3 separate regions of the Mus musculus genome follow, and regions 1 and 2 are each linked to region 3. The links are chromatin contacts, called in public ChIA-PET and HiChIP or PLAC-seq maps. All regions are on one chromosome and are shown on one strand. Each heading gives the region's core, a stretch centred on a gene start, on an enhancer-like site or on the middle of the called end of the contact. The rest is flanking DNA. Distances are from core to core; before and after follow the strand shown. Region 1 overlaps Gm39928 (a long non-coding RNA gene). Region 2 has its middle 4.1 kb from the start of Gm36154. Region 3 overlaps Acoxl (acyl-Coenzyme A oxidase-like).

Region 1 (2,916 bases), core at 24-2,523, 580 kb before region 3:
TACAGAGGGTGACAGTCAGTGAAGAGACAATGCTAGAAAACTACATCATAGTAAACTGGATTCTTGTATCCAGTCCTTCCCTGTGCTCTGCCTCTGCTAACAGAGACTTTCACCTAAGTACTAGGTACTTATGAACTAGATGGTGGGTGTCACCCCTGGCAGGTGCTTGCTAAGATGGGCAGGTGGATGAACTACCTGAGAAAGACTTTACAGAGAAAAATGAGTCTGAGATGGGAAAGTAGCATGCATACACTATTAATTAATAGTTCTTATATAATTAATTATGAATTAACGATGGACTTTTATAATTCCAATCAATAAATATAATCCACTCTCCTTTTATTTTTTTGATCAAAATTTTATTTACTTACTTAGTCCACAGCCCATATTCAAGTCAAATCAGGACACAGTGTTAAATACAGCTTCTATAAAAACATTCTTCTCAGGGCTTTGAGAACAGCTTATCAGGAAAAGTACTTTCCATGCAAGCGTGAGAACCAGAGTTTGTATCTCTAGAACCCATGAAAAACTTAGTCAGGCATGGCAGACTTTCTATAATTGAGCCACCTGGAAGTTAGAGACAGAGGCCTAGCAGGATGGCTAGAAAGATTTATAAAAACAATGTGCTCCAGGTGCAGTGAAAGACTTAGCTTCATAACAAAGAAGATATTTGATGTTAACCTTGGGCTTCCACATACATGCATACAAACATGTATTTAATAGCCCATATTTGCATATATGCATGCACATATACATGCATGCACAGCACACACACATACAAATGGTGAAACTAACTAACTAAATAAATGAAATTCTTCTCTTATTATTTACAAAACAGCCAAGAATAAATTAACAATCAAATTTTAATATATTAAAAAGGGTGGTCTTTCAAAGGTTTATGTGGTGTTTCAGGTCTTAGTTTCAGAACTAAGAAATTACTTTTACAAGATTCTAATGTCAAAAAAAAAGTGGTATTATAATAAATACCTGGATGTTGGTTTTTGATGAGATTTAATCCACTCTCCTTTAAGTAGCTTTAGCTAGGGTATTTTATCACATCAATAGGTACACATCAAAAGGAAGACAGTGATAATGACACTGGTAATTCTTACAGTTTCCCATTGACTTCTGGTACTCTTGTGCTTGCACATGCTCGCAGAAGCACTCTTTCATAGAAGTTGCTTTAGGATCTCTGTCAGATAGTTCTGATCCCACCGTCCTATCACCTCTGCTATCTGCTGATGCTCCTCCTGCGAAAGGGGCATAAATGACTCATTCTTTCTCTTCACTTGAAAAGCTGGGGGAGGGGGAGGGCACTGATGTTATCGCCACGGGGCTCTGGTGAAGGTCTCGACTTCCCACTCAGCCTTTTTGCTATGAACCATCGTGGTGATCCACACTTCCCACACGGTCTCCAGTGGCACCTTGCAAGGGCAAAGGGGCTTCATGCTGCTTGGAATATGGAAGACGCTTCCCATTCAGCTTCCTTTTCACAGAGGGTTAGGGTGACGCCTGGTAGCCGTGAGTCTGGGCTCCCCACTCAGAGCCTTTGCTGGTGTGGGTAGCAACTAGACCACAGCTTCTTGATGGCATTTGGCAGAAGTGGTGTGACTGCGGTTCCTTTGTCTTTCTAGGCTGTCTTCTCCTGGTCCTGTGGCTGTGGGGAAGCAGTCTTTCGTGAGCTATCTTTGTGTTCTAATTTCATTTCTGTGGCTGTCATAAAATACCCTGACACCCCCGCCCCCCCCCAAAAAAAGGTAACTTAAGTGAGACTTTATTTGACTTGAAATCCCAACTAACAGTCCAGTCTATCACTGCAGAGAAATCAAGGTAGGAACTCAAGGCAGCTGGTCTTGCCATATCTAAGAGCAGAGAGAAAATAAATGCATGCTTGCTCAATTGCTTTCTAGTGCTCAGCTTGATTTATCCATTCTTATACAGTTCAGAACTCCCTGCCTAGGGAATGGCACTACCCACAGTGGTCGGGGTCTCCCCACATCAATTAACCTAAGACAGCCCTTCGCCAACAAGCCCACAGGCAAAAGTAGTGCAGACAATCCTTTTGTTGAACTCTCAGCCCAGGTGATTCTAGGTTGTGTCAAGTTTGACTGTTAAGCTAACCACTGTAGTGTCCATTGGTGCCTCCAGGTTGCTAGCTTCTCCAGCTCCAGATCTGGGTCATGGAAGGTGAAAAGTGAACTCAGAACTTCTTCTTGTTCTGTGACTTGGGTTCTAAGTTAAGTGTTGTGTGCTTTTCAACTAACAGTGATAGATTCCACCCACGGACACAATGAATTTTACAAACATGACAAAGATCCAAAAACAATAAAGCCATCACTGAAGGGGCTGTATACTACATACCAGCCACCAGTTATAGCAGTTTTACAACCGACTGGCTCCTGTGAGCTAATCTGGCCTTAAGAACTCCCATTATAATGAGATAAGCATCTGAATCTGTTACTCAACGTAGCTACTATTTCCACACCAACTGATTTCTACCAAGAAATCTCCCCTTGCGAGTTATTAAAGGAGCACACCCGGTGAATTCAGAAAGGACACAATTGCCACATTTGAGTCACAGGGAGGTGGGTGGAGGCAGGAGGAGTGATTCTGTAAAAATGGCTGGAATAGGTGGGAGAAGGTAGGAGTTGCTGAAAAGGTGAAAGAGAAGAACTGTCAGATCTAAGAATCCTCTGCCTACTAGGGGGAGATGGCCCGGGTAATGGTTTCAAGGTGGTGGGACACAGAGGAACAAGGGCAAGAGGATGCTATGGGAGGATAGAAAAGTGCGATAGAGATGTGAGAGGTGGCGTCTCAGCTGATTGTGGGGGACTATGGGGTGGAGAGACCAGCATGCACAGACACCAATGCTACCAGAGGAGGACGTGCACTGTGCCTGCCAGAAGCCTCAGCTGG
Region 2 (2,981 bases), core at 290-2,789, 550 kb before region 3:
CCCATGGATGATTGATCAGGGAGGCTCGAATACAGGCTTCCAAAGAATATAGGCAGTTGTCTTGGCTCTTGGTTCCCCACTATAACTAAATAACAAGACCCTTTCACTGATTATAGGACACAAACAAATTGATATTAAATTGACCAGGAACTGTTTCCTCCTGGTCAGTGTTGTAGTTCTGGAAAGTGTTGTGTAGGCTGTTGGGGAGTAGGGCAATCAATGTTCTTATTTACTGGACCCTGATTGTTATAATATTGACCTATCAGGCGATACATGTTTACCGGTACAATAGCGGCAAGACTGTTTATGAAGGTAACAGATGTTCTCTTCATTGGCTTTGAGGCCTGCTTCACAAAAGTTATACCTGGTAGCTTAAACACTGTCAAAACCCAAGGCTAGAGATGTCACTAGCCCAAGGGGAGAATCTATTAGTATTGTTCTTCTAGATGGTGGTTAATGTAGAGACTCCCAGCTATTCCAAATGCTGAGACCAGGCTACTGTGAGTACTTAGCCACAAATGGGACTTGTACAGCAACCCTCCCTCTCTAAGGGTCAGGGAACAGTGCGGACAAATGTGTGGAAAGATTTCTTAAGTCTGCTTTCGCGGATTACAGTGCTAACTAGCCTCACATTAATGTTTTTGGTTATTAACTATGCAGTTTTTGTCCTCATTCAGCACCATGGACTTTCTGAAATTCAAATGTAACTCAGCAGCCTGTGTTTTGCTTGGCAACCCACCTGCATCTCAGGGCTATGCATTGGCTTGTCCCAGCTCTACTGACATCTCTGCTGCTTGTGAAAGTCTGAGACTTGCAGATTCTCAGAAGGGACAGCTTCCCTCCTACCATGTCAGGGTCTCCCAGGAGCCCGTGAGCAGGTGAGCCACTGGCCTGTCCACCCTGCTTCTTTCCAGCCCCTGTAAGTCTGCAGTCAGTCTTCTTCTCACTGTTATTGCCCGAGATCTCAGAGCTTATGGGCTGGGCTTGCCAGGAGAAAGAAAAAATATCCACCCAAAAGACAAGAAGTTTGGGGGACCCTGGGCCACATGCTCAAGTACTCAGAGCTCCTGATCCACAAAGGTGTGTGTGTGTGTGTGTGTGTGTGTGTGTGTGTGTGTGTTAAAGAAGGTTCAAATTCATGAGGATGGGAAGTGAGAGTGCAAGGCTGGCCACCTTTCTTCATCTCTCTCTTTCCACACCTTCCTGCCCAAACTGGTATTTTTGTCTTTTATGAATTACAAGTAAGGCCTTTGTTGAAGTCTGGGGATCTAAGGTCGGCTTTGGAGGGTTGTGGGGAGTCTTTTTAGTTCCTGCGGCTTTGTCTTTCTGAGCCTTTTCAGTAGGTTCTATTCCTCCTCCCCTCCCCTCCCCACCCCTGCCACGCCCTTGGCTGTGCCCCTTTCAGCACATTCCCACACTCTGATTCTTCTGTGGCCTGCTGTTGGAACGTCTCTGAAATTCCCATGGGCTTCTGCTCAGCCAGCGCCCTTCCCTTGGAGTACACATGGGATCACAGCACACATGTTTTCCCAGACTCTCTCAGGCCGACTTCCTGTTGGGAGCCCTGGAACTCTGAGCCACTCAGTACCATGTGACTTCAGTACTGGGTGTGGCATCTCCTGGGTGAAAGCCACATCCTCTCCCTCTTCAGCAGACATGCAGGTACAGAGGGCCTGAAACTGTCACTAGCATCTCACCAATCTGGTCTACGGCTTCCAGACTGTTTGTAAAGTCAGTTTAAGCCACAGCCATTGTCAAAAGTTACATGTAATCCTCTAGGGATACAGACATACCAGTTTCTCATTATTAACAGAACACCTATCAGTAGTAACTGAAGGAAAGAGGCTTTGTTTTGGCTTACAGTTTGAGGGCACAGTTCGCGAGAGAAAATTGTGGCAGGGACAGCAACTGTGGCGTGTACCACTCTGAGGTCTCCCAAGCCCTTCCATATGCAGGTCCCATGGAGTCCTGATGCCTCTATGACACAGCAGTAGCAAGGGATTTTGTATGATGGAGGAGGATACCCTGCCCCCCGCCCCCCCCCCCCCATTACAGTTGGTTTTAGTGTCAACTCTCCATAAATTAGAATCCCCGGAACTGTCTGAACTGAAGATGTGCCCTGATTGTGTGAGTGGCTTGGGGAAGACCCTCTCCCACTTACTGCCCTTATTCACTTGGCCTCCCCTCTTGCTTCAGCGATGATTTACCCTGAGGCTGCTGATTCCTTTCCTCACAGTAGAACCAGTGCTCCTAGACTTCCACTGATGACTGTGGTCCAGGAATCTGCCAGGTTTTCAGGGCCAGGTTGGCACTGCTGAGACACACAACCTTGTGGATGGAGCAATTCCTGGGTGCTGGCTTCTCCAGTGGGAGACAGCTACTGTGGGACTAATGGACAATCAGCCTCAAAACCGAATGACTGCTGTCCTAGCCCCTCAGGGATGATTCTGCTGTTATTGCTATCTTCACACAAGCTGACTTAGTACCTCCCTTAATACAATATATGTATATATATATATACATATGTATATTATTATAAACACATATGTGTTGTAAATATATATTAAACATGTATTATAAATGCACACATATATCTTTCGCCTGGCTTCATAATTCTGTGCTTCAATTTCCTCACCTGAAAAATGAGAAAAATATTGAGACTTATCTTCTCCAAAGTATGAGGGATGAGCTTTCTCTGAAGCTGTCTACTGAGCAGGTTTCAGTGAGCTAAAACACACTAAGATCTTAGCATAAAGCCCAACACACACGTACACATGTATATGCTTAACCTAAATATACCCCAATTTCTTCAACTCTGTCACATCCCCTAAGAGTTCCATAAACCACCCACAAGGCGGCATCACCCACTAGGAAGCAGGCATTTAAGTACAGGAGTCAGAGGAGGACATTTCACGGCATTCACAGTAGGCCCCAGTTTACAATGTTTCTTTTCACTCATTCATTGTTGCTGAAAGATCTTT
Region 3 (3,016 bases), core at 326-2,825:
ACTGACCCAGTTTATGTCAACCATCATGCAAATGTGGAGAAAGACACATTTGATCCTTAGGCAGAACCTGTGGATGCTGGCATGGAGTACACAGGTGGGGCTCCTCCCCCCTCCCCATCATCCAGCCCCACTGTGGACTCTAAAAAGGATAGAGATGAGCTTGAATATCAGAGGCAGGTGCTGGCATAAGCAGGTGTACCACTGTAGGAAAATGCAGGGAGTTTAAATTTCTACAGCAGCTTCTCTGCATGACATTTGAGGCTATCAACCTCAACAGGAAGCAAAGGCTAAGATAAGATACCTCAGGAAAGACAAGAAAGAGCAGCCTCAGCACCGCTCCTTCACACTGGGTCTAGAGCTGACGGTTTTAGTACTCCCCCTTCTAAGAGGTTCCCAGCATCCCCACAGGCCAACCTTCATGTAATCTGAAGATGATTTTCAGTTTCAGGATCTTAAGGAACATGAGAGACCAAAGTATGACTCATACGGGGAAAAAGAAAAAGAAAAGGCATGAGGGTGACTAGGAGGTAGAATTTGCTGCGGCAGAGCCTTCAAATTGTGATGTCAGTCTAACCCTGCAATAGAATCTGAGAAAGCCCTTTAAGAGAAAATCTAGAAACAGAACTAGGCTTGCAGGTAAGGCCACGATATACCAGATGACTAGCCAGTCCCCACTACCCACAGCCTGGCTAGAATATGAACAGTCTTGCTAAACTGCCTCTTCCATCAACTGCAGGCTCTGTCATTCCATCCTGGGCCAAAACAAAGCAGCAGCAGGTTTTTCCCGGAGTTGGCTCTGGAAGAACTGCCATAATATTGCCCCGCTTGGTAAAGTACTGAGCATGCTCAGTGTAGTATCAAGGATGCTGTTAGGCTTTACCCAGGCTCCTTTCTCTGCCCTCCACCAAGTGCCCCATGTTCTGCCCTCTGCCCAGCACTCAATGACAGTCAACCAAGTGGAAACCGGAATAACACCTGCCACTTTCACCGGAGCAGAACACGGAGCTGCTTTCTCACTGGTGAGAGTTGCAAACAGCTGCACCCCATTCCTCGGTCTCCAGGGAGAGGTCAGCCACGGGTGAGTTTTCCAGACGGATAGGATGAGCTGAGCCTCCTGGAATGTGACCTCAGGCACCTGCACCGAAGGAAAGTTACGCCAAGCCCAGCACACTGGCCCAGCGCTCCCGAGGGCTCAGGAGACCCCAAGACTCTTGCCTGGCAGCAGTCTTATGGGTGAGGGATAAGGTCAAATCCAATTACCTCAAGCTGAACTGCCCCCGTGAGGAGGCCCCCCGCTCAAGCTCTGTTCCATCTGGAATGTCCACAGCTGACAAAAGACCTGGCTGCACCTGTGTTTATGTGGCAAGTCACAGAAAGTCGAGAGGGCTGCGCTAAGTGCAACTGCACACCCATTTGACCACTTGAAAGCGGTAAAAATGAGCCAAAACATGAACTCCAGGTCTTACCCCGGCACGGAAAACACACCACAGCTCCAAATGAAGGACCCCCTGGGCCCACACACGGCAGCCTTGGAAGACAGACCCGGAAACGCCACCTTCTAGAAAGAGCCCCAGCAAACCTTGTTGCAAAGGCTTCCCTACCACAGCTCTCTCTAACTCACGTCAGTCTGCTAACCACAATCTCATTACAGTAAAACGCCTTTAAGACAAAGAGTGGTCATCAGGATTTAAAACACCTCTCCCTCCACCCCCAAACTCCTCAGCTCTGTTTCTAGTCAAGACTTCCCGGGACACCGCTGAGGTGTAGCTGGACTTCCTCAGGTCTTACAACTGGAGTCACATGGTACGTGAACCCTACGCCTGCATCTTTTCACTCATGCCAGTGCCTTCTGGTTCTAAGTATTTCGTTACATGGCTGTGTTCGCCTTCATCCATCTCCCTGGGTGTTGGGGACTGTTTTCAGTTTGAGGCTGTTATACATAGAAAGGCTGTAAACAACAGCACCCAAGCCTGGTTTCATCTCTCTTGTATAAATATCCAGAAGTAGAATCACTAAATTGGTAAGGATATAACATTACCAGAAGCTATCAAAATCCTTTCCCAAGTGGCTTCACTGTGTCGCCTTCTCCCTGTAAGGGGAGTATCCACATCTCATCGGCTGGTTAGTGTGGGGTTGGAGGATATTGAGTCTTTTAAGTGATTCTAGTGTGCACTCTGTATATTTTCATCTCCTTAATAATTGATGGTGTCAAACATCTCTTCACTGTACAGATATCTGTTCATAGGTTAAGCTGGGCTCCTTTATTTTCTTGTCAAGGGGGCCATATAGTTTTCTATATACTCTTGATGCAAGTCTCTTATCAGATGTACACTGGAAAAATATTTTTCTCCCAGTTTGTGGACCATCTTTTCATCTTTTGGCCCTGCGTTTCCAGCAGCACTCGTATTTAATTAATGAAATCTACTTCCCCTACCTTTTCCTATATGTCTTTTATATCTGAAGAAAGCTATGGCTTGCACGGGGTCACAAAGATTTTTCTCTTCATTCTTTTCTGGGTGTATAGCTTTAGGTTTTACATTTAGGGACGATATGTGGTAAAGAAAGACACACTGAGCTGACTACTGCAGCATTACAGTCAGTCTCGAATAAGCTCTCGATGTTTGTTTTTTAAGATTGCTGGTATAACAGGTTAATGTTGGTTGTCCAGTAGATTGGGTTAAGAAGGAGATCAATAAAGCATATGTCTTCTGGGACAGTCTGTGGCAATTTTCAGAAGGAATTAACCTAGGGTAAGACAGTCCTCAAATGTAGAGGCCATCACATAGGCAAGAAACCCAAATGAGAACAAAGGGGAAGAGAGAGAGCCTGTGTATACAGACATTCTCCCTCACCCTGAGCTGCTCTAAGTTGTAGAACTTGGCTCCACCATGCCCCTTGGCCAAAATGAACTGAAACTATGAGCCAAAATAAATCTATACTTCCTTTTTATTGTTTCTGTCAGACATTTGGCCACAGTGTCAAAAGTCTGATTAATATTGTAAATTCAAGATCTTTT

The links. ChIA-PET counts read pairs in DNA pulled down with a chosen protein or histone mark. HiChIP or PLAC-seq counts read pairs in DNA pulled down with a chosen protein or histone mark.
Region 1: a contact with region 3 is called in an RNA polymerase II ChIA-PET map of effector CD8 T cells, with 12 read pairs. The contact joins two enhancer-like sites. A contact is called at or near these places in 1 of 39 promoter capture datasets (neural stem cells), 1 of 484 Hi-C or Micro-C datasets (bone marrow-derived macrophages), 6 of 115 datasets of contacts at active chromatin or transcription factors (CD8 T cells, acute myeloid leukemia, effector CD8 T cells and 3 more) and 1 of 9 other capture datasets (embryonic stem cells).
Region 2: an H3K27ac HiChIP or PLAC-seq map of regulatory T cell precursor shows a contact between it and region 3, with 8 times the contacts expected there. The contact joins two enhancer-like sites. A contact is called at or near these places in 1 of 484 Hi-C or Micro-C datasets (bone marrow-derived macrophages) and 6 of 115 datasets of contacts at active chromatin or transcription factors (CD8 T cells, SST interneurons, effector CD8 T cells and 3 more).

The regions. Positions count from the first base shown.
Region 1 is chr2:128,498,423-128,501,338 of GRCm38.p6, reverse strand. All of the region lies in intron 2 of Gm39928 (a long non-coding RNA gene), which reads left to right. Among named protein-coding and RNA genes, the nearest start is that of Gm39927, 22 kb to the left of the region's middle. Within about 2 kb of position 1,273, at least 33 of the 459 cell types and tissues checked have an H3K27ac peak or open chromatin away from gene starts, as enhancers often do. A contact at or near this core is called in CD8 T cells, effector CD8 T cells, memory CD8 T cells and 1 more, where this site is marked.
Region 2 is chr2:128,469,114-128,472,094 of GRCm38.p6, reverse strand. No RefSeq gene overlaps it. Among named protein-coding and RNA genes, the nearest start is that of Gm36154, 4.1 kb to the right of the region's middle. Within about 2 kb of position 1,539, at least 85 of the 459 cell types and tissues checked have an H3K27ac peak or open chromatin away from gene starts, as enhancers often do. A contact at or near this core is called in CD8 T cells, effector CD8 T cells, regulatory T cells and 1 more, where this site is marked.
Region 3 is chr2:127,920,755-127,923,770 of GRCm38.p6, reverse strand. All of the region lies in intron 9 of Acoxl (acyl-Coenzyme A oxidase-like), which reads right to left. Among named protein-coding and RNA genes, the nearest start is that of Acoxl, 68 kb to the right of the region's middle. Within about 2 kb of position 1,575, at least 50 of the 459 cell types and tissues checked have an H3K27ac peak or open chromatin away from gene starts, as enhancers often do. A contact at or near this core is called in CD8 T cells, effector CD8 T cells, memory CD8 T cells and 2 more, where this site is marked.